Regions from separate parts of the Macaca mulatta genome. Here all the other regions are linked to region 2. A link is a contact called in public Hi-C data. All regions are on one chromosome and are shown on one strand. The core of a region is the stretch at or near the end of the contact, and the rest is flanking DNA. Distances in the headings are between cores, read along the strand shown.

Region 1 (2,700 bases), core at 37-2,536, 360 kb before region 2:
AAATATTTGCCATCTGGCCCTTTGCAGAAAACATGTTCCAAGCCTTGAACTAGGCACTGGAGGTACATTCAGCAAACAAAGGGGATGGGGTCCCTGACATCACGGGTTCATATTCTAAGGGGAAGCATGGAGCTAAAAAGTATTAATAGATAAGTTAAAAAACAAAGTTAAACTTATTAAAACTACAAAGTTAAAGTTACAAAATTAAAGGCAAAATTTGCCAACAAAATTGTAGGTCTGGGAGATCACTGAGGGAAATAAACAAGGTCCCGCGATAGAGTTTACCTAAGTATGGATGGGAGGTGTGTGCTACTTTTGCCTGAGTGTGTGTGGGGGGCGGGGTGTGCTACTTTTAATTGGTGGATCCCAAAATTGTCTCTGAGGAGATATGTCTGAGATGAGACAGGAAGGGTTAAAGGTGCCAGACAGGAAGAGAGCAACGTTCATTCTTCCAGGAGGAGGGGACAGCCCTGGCAGAGGCGTGGGGGTGGGAATGAGCTTAGTGAGCTTAGTACATTTCAGGAAGAGAAACGAGGCCCTGGTTGCTGCGGGTGGAGAGGTAGGGTGGGGGAAGAATGGTGGAAGTAAGATTGGAGCCGTGGGCTGGGACCTGCTCGTGCAGGCTGTACAGGCTGTGCACGGAATGGGGACATAATCCTACCTGAGCAGGGAAGCTACTCACAGATATTAAGTAAGAAGTCTTGGCCCCTGTTGATAACATTCAAAGATTTTATTTTGCTGCTGTGCTGGAGAATGGCTGTTGAAGGTCATTAGGAGCTAGTTAATACAGGTCATGTTTCCTGGGAGAGCTGATGGAGACTGGCCTGGTGATTCCTGAGGAAGAGACAAGAAGTGGACAGGTTTGAGACACTAATTACAGTTCTAGACACCGAGTCCCTCCTCTGGGACCACACTCCTTTACAGACCTCATCTCTTTAGGATGGCAGCATCCCTGCAGGGTGGGACTGCTTCTGCCACACCTCCCAGACACATAAGCCAGGCCTCCAAGAAGCTGGTCTTTTCCTGAACATTCCACAAGTTCTCAGAGACAGAGTCAGCATTCAGCTCAGGTGCCCTAGACCCCAAGTCCTGCACTGTCCCAGTGTCACAAGGCCTTCAGCAATGATGGAGGATGGAGGGGGGCTTCCCTGCCACTGTCCAAAGACCAAGCCTCAAAGACTTTCAAGCTGGACACATTCCCCAGGGTTGCCCGACTGCCTTCCTGGGAGGGGAACGCTGGCAGCCAAATCTGTCACCGCCCACAGAACTCTAGTGGTGCCTGTCACCCACAGGAAATGAGACACACCACAGGCCGATCCCTGCGTGATCTTTGTCTCACAGTGACGTCCTCATTAGTCAGGTCCTCTTTTCCTCCTTCTCCATCATGCTGCTTGAGTTCTAACTGAGAGCAACCCACTTGGTTTTCAAAAATCTGGAAAGAACTGGAAGGAAGCCCTTGGAATTCACGAAGTCCAACTGTTTGCAAACATTTTCCTTTCTTTTTGAGCGAAGGGACTTTTTTTGTTTACAAAAGAAAATGTCACAAAACCTCTGTGTGTGTGTGTGTGTGTGTGTGTACAGATATATGCATATATGCACACACAGACACATATGATAAAAGTGAAACTATTCTGATTGGTGGAAGACTGGATTTCTCCCTTCCCCTAAGCACCACTTTTTTGATGGCCCCTTTCCCGGCCTTCCCCTTTCCCATTTTCTTGGGCCGCTGAACTGCTAGATTCTGTGCAGTGCAATCTGCAGGCAGGTTTAGCAGATGAACAGAGGGAGGTTTGAAAGGGGAATACGTCTGTCCACACTGGTGTGGGCTGAACCGAGGCTTGTGACAGTCAGCACAGTCACTCCAAGGAGCCTGAGACCAAGGACTAGGTCATCTTGGAGCCTCAGTTTCTGCATCTGTAAAACAGGGTGAATAATAATCACTGTCCACCTCACTGGGCTGGAGATAGAACAGGTAAGAGAATGGGTCTGGTTTGGCCTTGTGAACTGTGAAGTGTAGTCCTGGTATACGAGGCAGGAAAAGGGTTGGATTTAAGTCTCTGACTTCCAAGGTGGAGTCTCAGTGAGGCCAGAAGGGCACGTGTATGAGGCCAGTGAGTTAGGTGTGGTCTGTGGCAACCTGAAGGGCTGGTGCCCACCTAAAGGGGGTGCCAACACCAGCCACATGTTACCTTGGGGAACTGCAGACCCATTGTGGCAGGACCTGTCCATTTATTCAAGAGAAAATAACAAAAGTGGGGAATTTTTATGAGAAAATACCTAATTTTTAAATGCCAGCATCTAATTTTTTAAAATAAATGAAGAAAATGCTTGTACAAGTTCATCTATATGCAAAGTTCAGGCCCGTGGCAGCCACTTGGCCATCTGAGTTTGCTGTTTAGCCCATCAAGCCCCAAGGTCAAGCTCATGGAACCTAAAGGATGGAAACCTCAGGGAAGTAAGCTTTCATAGAGGTGAGCTGACTGGGCAGGGTGGAGCCTGCGTGAACCAGGACCCACGGCAAGGCATGCTGGGCAAACAGAGGCAGGATGGATGGGTGCCACCCATGGCCAGCCTGAGACCAGGCTCTAGACACTTGCAAGAAGCTTGTTCCTGGACTTAAACCCAGCTCTCTTCTAGTGGCTGCATGAGCTTGGACCTGTCACCTTGCTGAGTTTCAAATACCGGATTAATGAAGTGAAT
Region 2 (2,700 bases), core at 159-2,658:
AGTTAAAAGGTCTCCTTGTTCTGAAAATCTTGTGTGTTTTTTTTTTTAAACGTTGAACGTTTTGCTCACAAAACATGGTGTTTTTTTTTTTTTTTTTTTAAATAACTTGTGCATCCAGTCCAAATGCACTGCTTCTTAACTGGGATGATTTGCTCCCAGTCAGTATCTGGCAATGTCTGGAGGCATTTTGGTTGTTATACTGTGTGTGGGGGTGTGTGCATGCACGTGTGCTTGTGTGCCTACTGGCATCCAGTGGGCAGAGGCCAGGGACACTGCTCAGTATGGTACAATGCACAGGACAGCCCCATCATCAAAGAATTATCTGGTCCCAAGTATCAATAGTTTCATCATTGAGAGACCCTAGCCTTCACGTAAGGTTTTCTGGTGTTCCTGATCTTATCTGTAGTGAATTTCCAGTGGTCATAAGAGGTACTGGGAGTGATGATCAACTAGAGCCAGGAATATTACTTGGGCAGCCATTTGGTGCTGTCCGAAACCCTATCCATTCTGTCTGGCAAGCTGGTATCCATTAATAGGTACTTCAAGAACCCAAATGATTTGTCATAAAATACAAGGAATGTGGGCACACCAAGACATTTTTAAGAAAGCTCATTTGCTCAGCAAAATTTTCAGTGTACTAACAGCATTTATAGAAACAGAAGGCGATCACTGAAGGCATGCTCACATAATATTCCTGAACCTTGGTGGGCGTTATCTAGGGCAGAGGATTCCACCTGTGTTTGGAGTTGTGCCCATCCTCATTGTAGCCAGAGCTTCTCCTATCAGAGTTTAATATTTTGTTTGAATAGAGGATCCTGCTGCTTCAAACAGTTGGAAAAGACCCCTGATGGGCAGGCCATAATTGACAAGTGAATGATGAGAACATGAATTGGTCTTGGGGAAGCCTTTATTAAAGTGGTCCTCGGTTCAAACAAGTTCCTCCTCCTCTCAGTGTAACTTGGCTGTGTGTGTGAATTCTTTGGAGAACTGTGTATATGAGACCCACGGTGAATTTGCCCACACAGTTGATCAGACTCGTCCTTCACCTGCTCTTCAGGCAGTGCCAGTTCCTTTTTTGATCATGTGATTGACATGAGAACTGTAGTCTGTGTATCACATCTTTAGAATGTTTTTGAGTTTCCTGGGACACAGGAAACCTAGCACTTAGCATACTACAAATCTGATGTCTTACTGGCATCATAAAAAGAGGCTTTAAACACAGACTCCAGTTAGCGAAGTGGTTTCTGCTAGTGCCGGTACTGTTGAAGGGGCCTTGTGAGATGCCCCAGTGCCCTGAAAGAAATGAAAAGACCGGTTACTGGTGGGTGGTGTGGAAAACATGGGCTAGATCATCAGGCAGGACCGAATGCCTGGCTGTGGGTGGAAGCACCACAGCTTGGCACTGAGTTCTCGTTCTACCACTGCATTGTTTTGTGACTAATTATGAGTTGCTTAACCTTTCTTTGCCACTGTTTCCCTGTTTGCAAAATGGTTCATTGACCCTTGTCTTCCACCTCCCAAGGACAATTTGAACAGCCTATTTGTAAAAAGATCACAGTCCTTTAAAAAATATAACTGTAAAGTCAGAGGTGATGCTTGAAAGAGCAGGAATCAGGTAGATGTGGAAATGTCACGTCCTTTGTTCTAAAGAAAAGGCATTTCATAGCTTTTTGGATATGACGCAACATACCATAAATCCTGACACATAGTTGGGAGTCGGAAATTGCAAGAACACCCAGTTATAAACCCAGCTAGTTTGGGTATGCTTGTAAGAAAAAAAAGCTGGCCATTCTGTTTTTGGGGAATTGATTTTCCTAAACTTATATTATCTTAGTAGTCTAGATTTATCATATTGTACTATCAACCTGGCTTTTTTTAAGATTTAAGAAGATCAGGTAAATTTTTTTAAGTCTTTCTTTAGACTATAGATCAAGGGTGTGTCTGTCTTACAGGTGGATAGTCATATGATCTACAGTAAGGGGACATTTATTTAAAAGTTAAACATTCATGTGTGTTGGGGGTGGTATTTTAACGGCGGCACCTCTCAGTCTTTTGGAGGGCCGGTGTGTGTCTGAAGTTCTGTCCTCCTTCGAGTGGACTTCACTGATGCACGTGAGACACATTGTCCTATTGTCCTGCAGAGACTGAAGCCAAACACTGTGTCATTTAGGCACAGGTTTTCATTCGTCAGATCTGTTTCGCCCACATGAGTGTTTGTGGACAATACAGCCTGCTTTCCAAAACTTTGCTAAATTTTGACAAACTTTCCTAGGTGCTTGCCCGATGCCAAACTTTCTTTTCTGTTGAAGATTAAGTTGTGCTTGCTGCCCTCTAGTGGTCACTTGTTTAATCTTACCCTTAAACGGCTTATTTTTCCCATGGTGGTTGGTGGTTTGTAATTGGCTCATTTTTCTAAATGATTCTGAAGAAGATCATTTTTCCCCCCAGTATGTGTGTCCACCTTCAGTTTGCCAGATCCTGCCTGCTCACAGAGATACTGAGAACCGGAAGCTGTCCGGGCAGTTCGGTCTATTAAATGATCTTTTTTGTGATTAAGGCAAACAAAGAACTGAATCTTTAATAGTGTACTCTGCTGTACCCAGAAAAAAAAAAACAAAACCACGTTACAACACTCTGAAACTTCAGACAACCTCAAAACAGCATTTGGTGTGTGTCTAGCCTTTTCTAACCCGATATTAT
Region 3 (2,700 bases), core at 168-2,667, 340 kb before region 2:
TTGCTTGAAACCAGGAGGCGGAGGTTGCAGTGAGCTGAGATCCCACCATTGCACTCCAGCCTGTGCAACAAGACCAAAAACTCTGTCTACAAAAAAAAAAAATACAAAAAAAATTAGCTGGGCATGGTGGTGTGTGCCTTTAGTCCCAGCTACTCAGGAGGCTGAGATGGTAGGATTGCTTGAGACTGGGAGGCGGAGGTTGCAGGGAACTGAGATGGCACCACTACACTCCAGCCTGGGTAACAGAGCAGGGTCACACGTTTGACCTTCAGTGGTCACACGTTTTTGGGTGTTTTGTTTTGTCTAACAGAAAACAAAAAACGTGTGACCACTGAAGGCTAAGCAGGACAGAATATAACTTCGTCGTGTACACTCCTGAAGGTTATATTAATAGATTCTGGGTTACTGACTCCAGAATCCATTTGCTCATTGGTTTCCTAGCAGAAACCAATGAGCAAAGGTAATTCAAGAGGTTACATAAGCAAAAATAATAGTAATTAATAGGAAAAAAGAGATATAGTTTTATTAATGTTGATAAATGCTACATATACCAAAATACTAAATCAGGGAAAGGGGACAGGATGTGATGGATAGCCAGCGACAGCTTCTCTGAGGAGGTGACATGGAGCATGAACCTGAAGGACAAAGGGAGCAAGCCCTGGAGGAATCTGAGACAACAGCATGGTTTGAAAACACCCGCTGTTGTCTTTCTCTTGAGGAACCCCGGAACACGTGCGGATATTAAAGGCTCTGAGAATCCCTGCAGTAAATAACCAGTTGCAAGTTGCTGAGTCCAGTACCCCTGAACTTATTAAAACCTGTGATTCCACGAATTAGTCATCCTCTTCACAGGCTTTATAAAATATTGGATCAGTGGCCAGGCACAGTGGCTCACGCCTGTAATCCTAGCACTTTGGGAGGCCGAGGCAGGTGGATTACCTGAGGTCAGGCGTTCAAAACCAGCCTGGCCAACATGGCAAAACCCCATCTCTACTAAAAATACAAAAATTAGCCGGGCGTGGTGGTGCACGCCTGTAGTCCCAGCTACTCAGACGGCTGAGGCAGGAGAATCACTTGAACCCGGGAGGCACAGGTTACAGTGAACCGAGATCGCTGCACTCCAGCCTAGGTGACAGAGTGAGACTCCATTACAAATATACATATATATATGATCAGGAGCCAAATCCTTGGGGAGCACCTATTTTAGATGTGAAGGAAAAAAGCAGATAGAAATTGGTCCAGAGAAAGAGGTGAGCTTCCAGTGTGCCCTCCACACAGCGGCCAGAATGAGTCTTTTAAAATTTAAGTCAGATCAGCTCCAAGCCTTCCAATGGAGGAAACGGGGAGAGGAGTTTGGAGGCTGTTGCTGTCGTGCAGCTCAGCGATGACTGGAATTTGACCGAGGTGCTGCTGCAGGATGGTGAAGAGTGACCAGATTCTGGATCTATTTGGGAGATGGAGAGGGTGGGGTTTGCTGTTGGACTGGATGAGGGTAGGAGACAAAGGCAGGAGCCCAGGTTGATGACGAAGGACTCAGGGCTCTGAATCAGGAGTGGCTGATTTATGCTGCGTAGTTAGCATTTTGGAAAGGTAGGGGTGTGTGTACGATGCAGTCAGACGGTAGTCAGAGCATTTACATACGTGAGTCAACCTGGGAGTGAACTTGTGTCCAACTGAACATGAAGCAATTATTCAAAGTTGGTTTCCGGAATATTCCCAGGGTGAAATAACTTCCTGTGTTTATCACTGCCTTCTCAGTTTAAGTGCTTGCTTGTCTAGTGAACTGAGTTAGCCTTGTCTGTTGAAACTTGGAGTGGTGGGCATGCAGGAAAAATTCTGTGAAAATTTCAGGAAACTGACAGACACTTCTGAAAGAAAAGAAAGTGAACAACATTATCCCTGGCCTTTTTTTTTTTTTTTTTTTTTTTGAGACAGACTCTCGCTCTGTCACCCAGGCTGGAGTGCAGTGGCCGATCTCCGCTCACTGCAAGCTCCGCCTCCCGGGTTCACACCGTTCTCCTGCCTCAGCCTCCTGATAGCTGGGACTACAGGTGCCTGCCACGACTCCCGGCTAATTTTTTGTATTTTTAGTAGAGACGGGGTTTCACAGTGTTAGCCAGGATGGTCTCGATCTCCTGACCTCATGATCCGCCCGCCTCGGCCTCCCAAAGTGCTGGGATTACAGGTGTGAGCCACCAGCCTGGCCTCCTGGCCTCTTTTATGAGAGGGGAATTGATTGATTTATTCAGTGCCTGATCGAGTATTGCCTGTGAGTAAATATTTAGGGGAGTGATAAATTAAGAAAAGCGCAGAACACCCCAGTGTAATGGAAGGGAGCCACTCCAAAGGCCAGATGTCGAGAAAATACTATGGGAGCTGCCACGTGCATAATTGAGTTGCAGACCCTTGTGTGATATGCTTGAAGTCTTGGTTAAGAACGTGGAATCGGGCCGGGCGCGGTGGCTCAAGCCTGTAATCCCAGCACTTTGGGAGGCCGAGGCGGGTGGATCACGAGGTCAGGAGATCGAGACTATCCTGGCTAACATGGTGAAACCCCGTCTCTACTAAAAATACAAAAAAATTAGCCGGGCGTGGTAGCGGGCGCCTGTAGTCCCAGCTACTTGGGAGGCTGAGTCGGGAGAATGGCGTGAACCCAGGGGGCGGAGCTTGCAGTGAGCCGAGATCGCGCCACTGCACTCC

Evidence for each region. Hi-C and Micro-C count contacts between places; a contact is called where the count stands out from the background.
Region 1: a Hi-C map of CD4 T cells shows a contact between it and region 2, with 4 times the contacts expected there. The contact joins two enhancer-like sites. A contact is called at or near these places in 8 of 14 Hi-C or Micro-C datasets (CD4 T cells, blood, cortical neurons and 4 more).
Region 3: a Hi-C map of fetal cortex germinal zone shows a contact between it and region 2, with 4 times the contacts expected there. The contact joins two enhancer-like sites. A contact is called at or near these places in 9 of 14 Hi-C or Micro-C datasets (CD4 T cells, blood, cortical neurons and 5 more).

The regions. Positions count from the first base shown.
Region 1 is chr10:106,776,062-106,778,761 of T2T-MMU8v2.0, reverse strand. The region is part of intron 9 of BCAS1 (brain enriched myelin associated protein 1); the gene reads left to right. Among named protein-coding and RNA genes, the nearest start is that of BCAS1, 120 kb to the left of the region's middle. Within about 2 kb of position 1,286, at least 12 of the 40 cell types and tissues checked have an H3K27ac peak or open chromatin away from gene starts, as enhancers often do. A contact at or near this core is called in CD4 T cells, where this site is marked.
Region 2 is chr10:106,412,034-106,414,733 of T2T-MMU8v2.0, reverse strand. The region is part of intron 3 of ZNF217 (zinc finger protein 217); the gene reads left to right. Among named protein-coding and RNA genes, the nearest start is that of ZNF217, 29 kb to the left of the region's middle. Within about 2 kb of position 1,408, at least 7 of the 40 cell types and tissues checked have an H3K27ac peak or open chromatin away from gene starts, as enhancers often do. A contact at or near this core is called in CD4 T cells, where this site is marked.
Region 3 is chr10:106,754,083-106,756,782 of T2T-MMU8v2.0, reverse strand. It overlaps LOC144332193 (a long non-coding RNA gene), which reads right to left. Exons shown (of 3, transcript XR_013400056.1): 3 at 1-1,868. Among named protein-coding and RNA genes, the nearest start is that of BCAS1, 140 kb to the left of the region's middle. Within about 2 kb of position 1,417, at least 5 of the 40 cell types and tissues checked have an H3K27ac peak or open chromatin away from gene starts, as enhancers often do.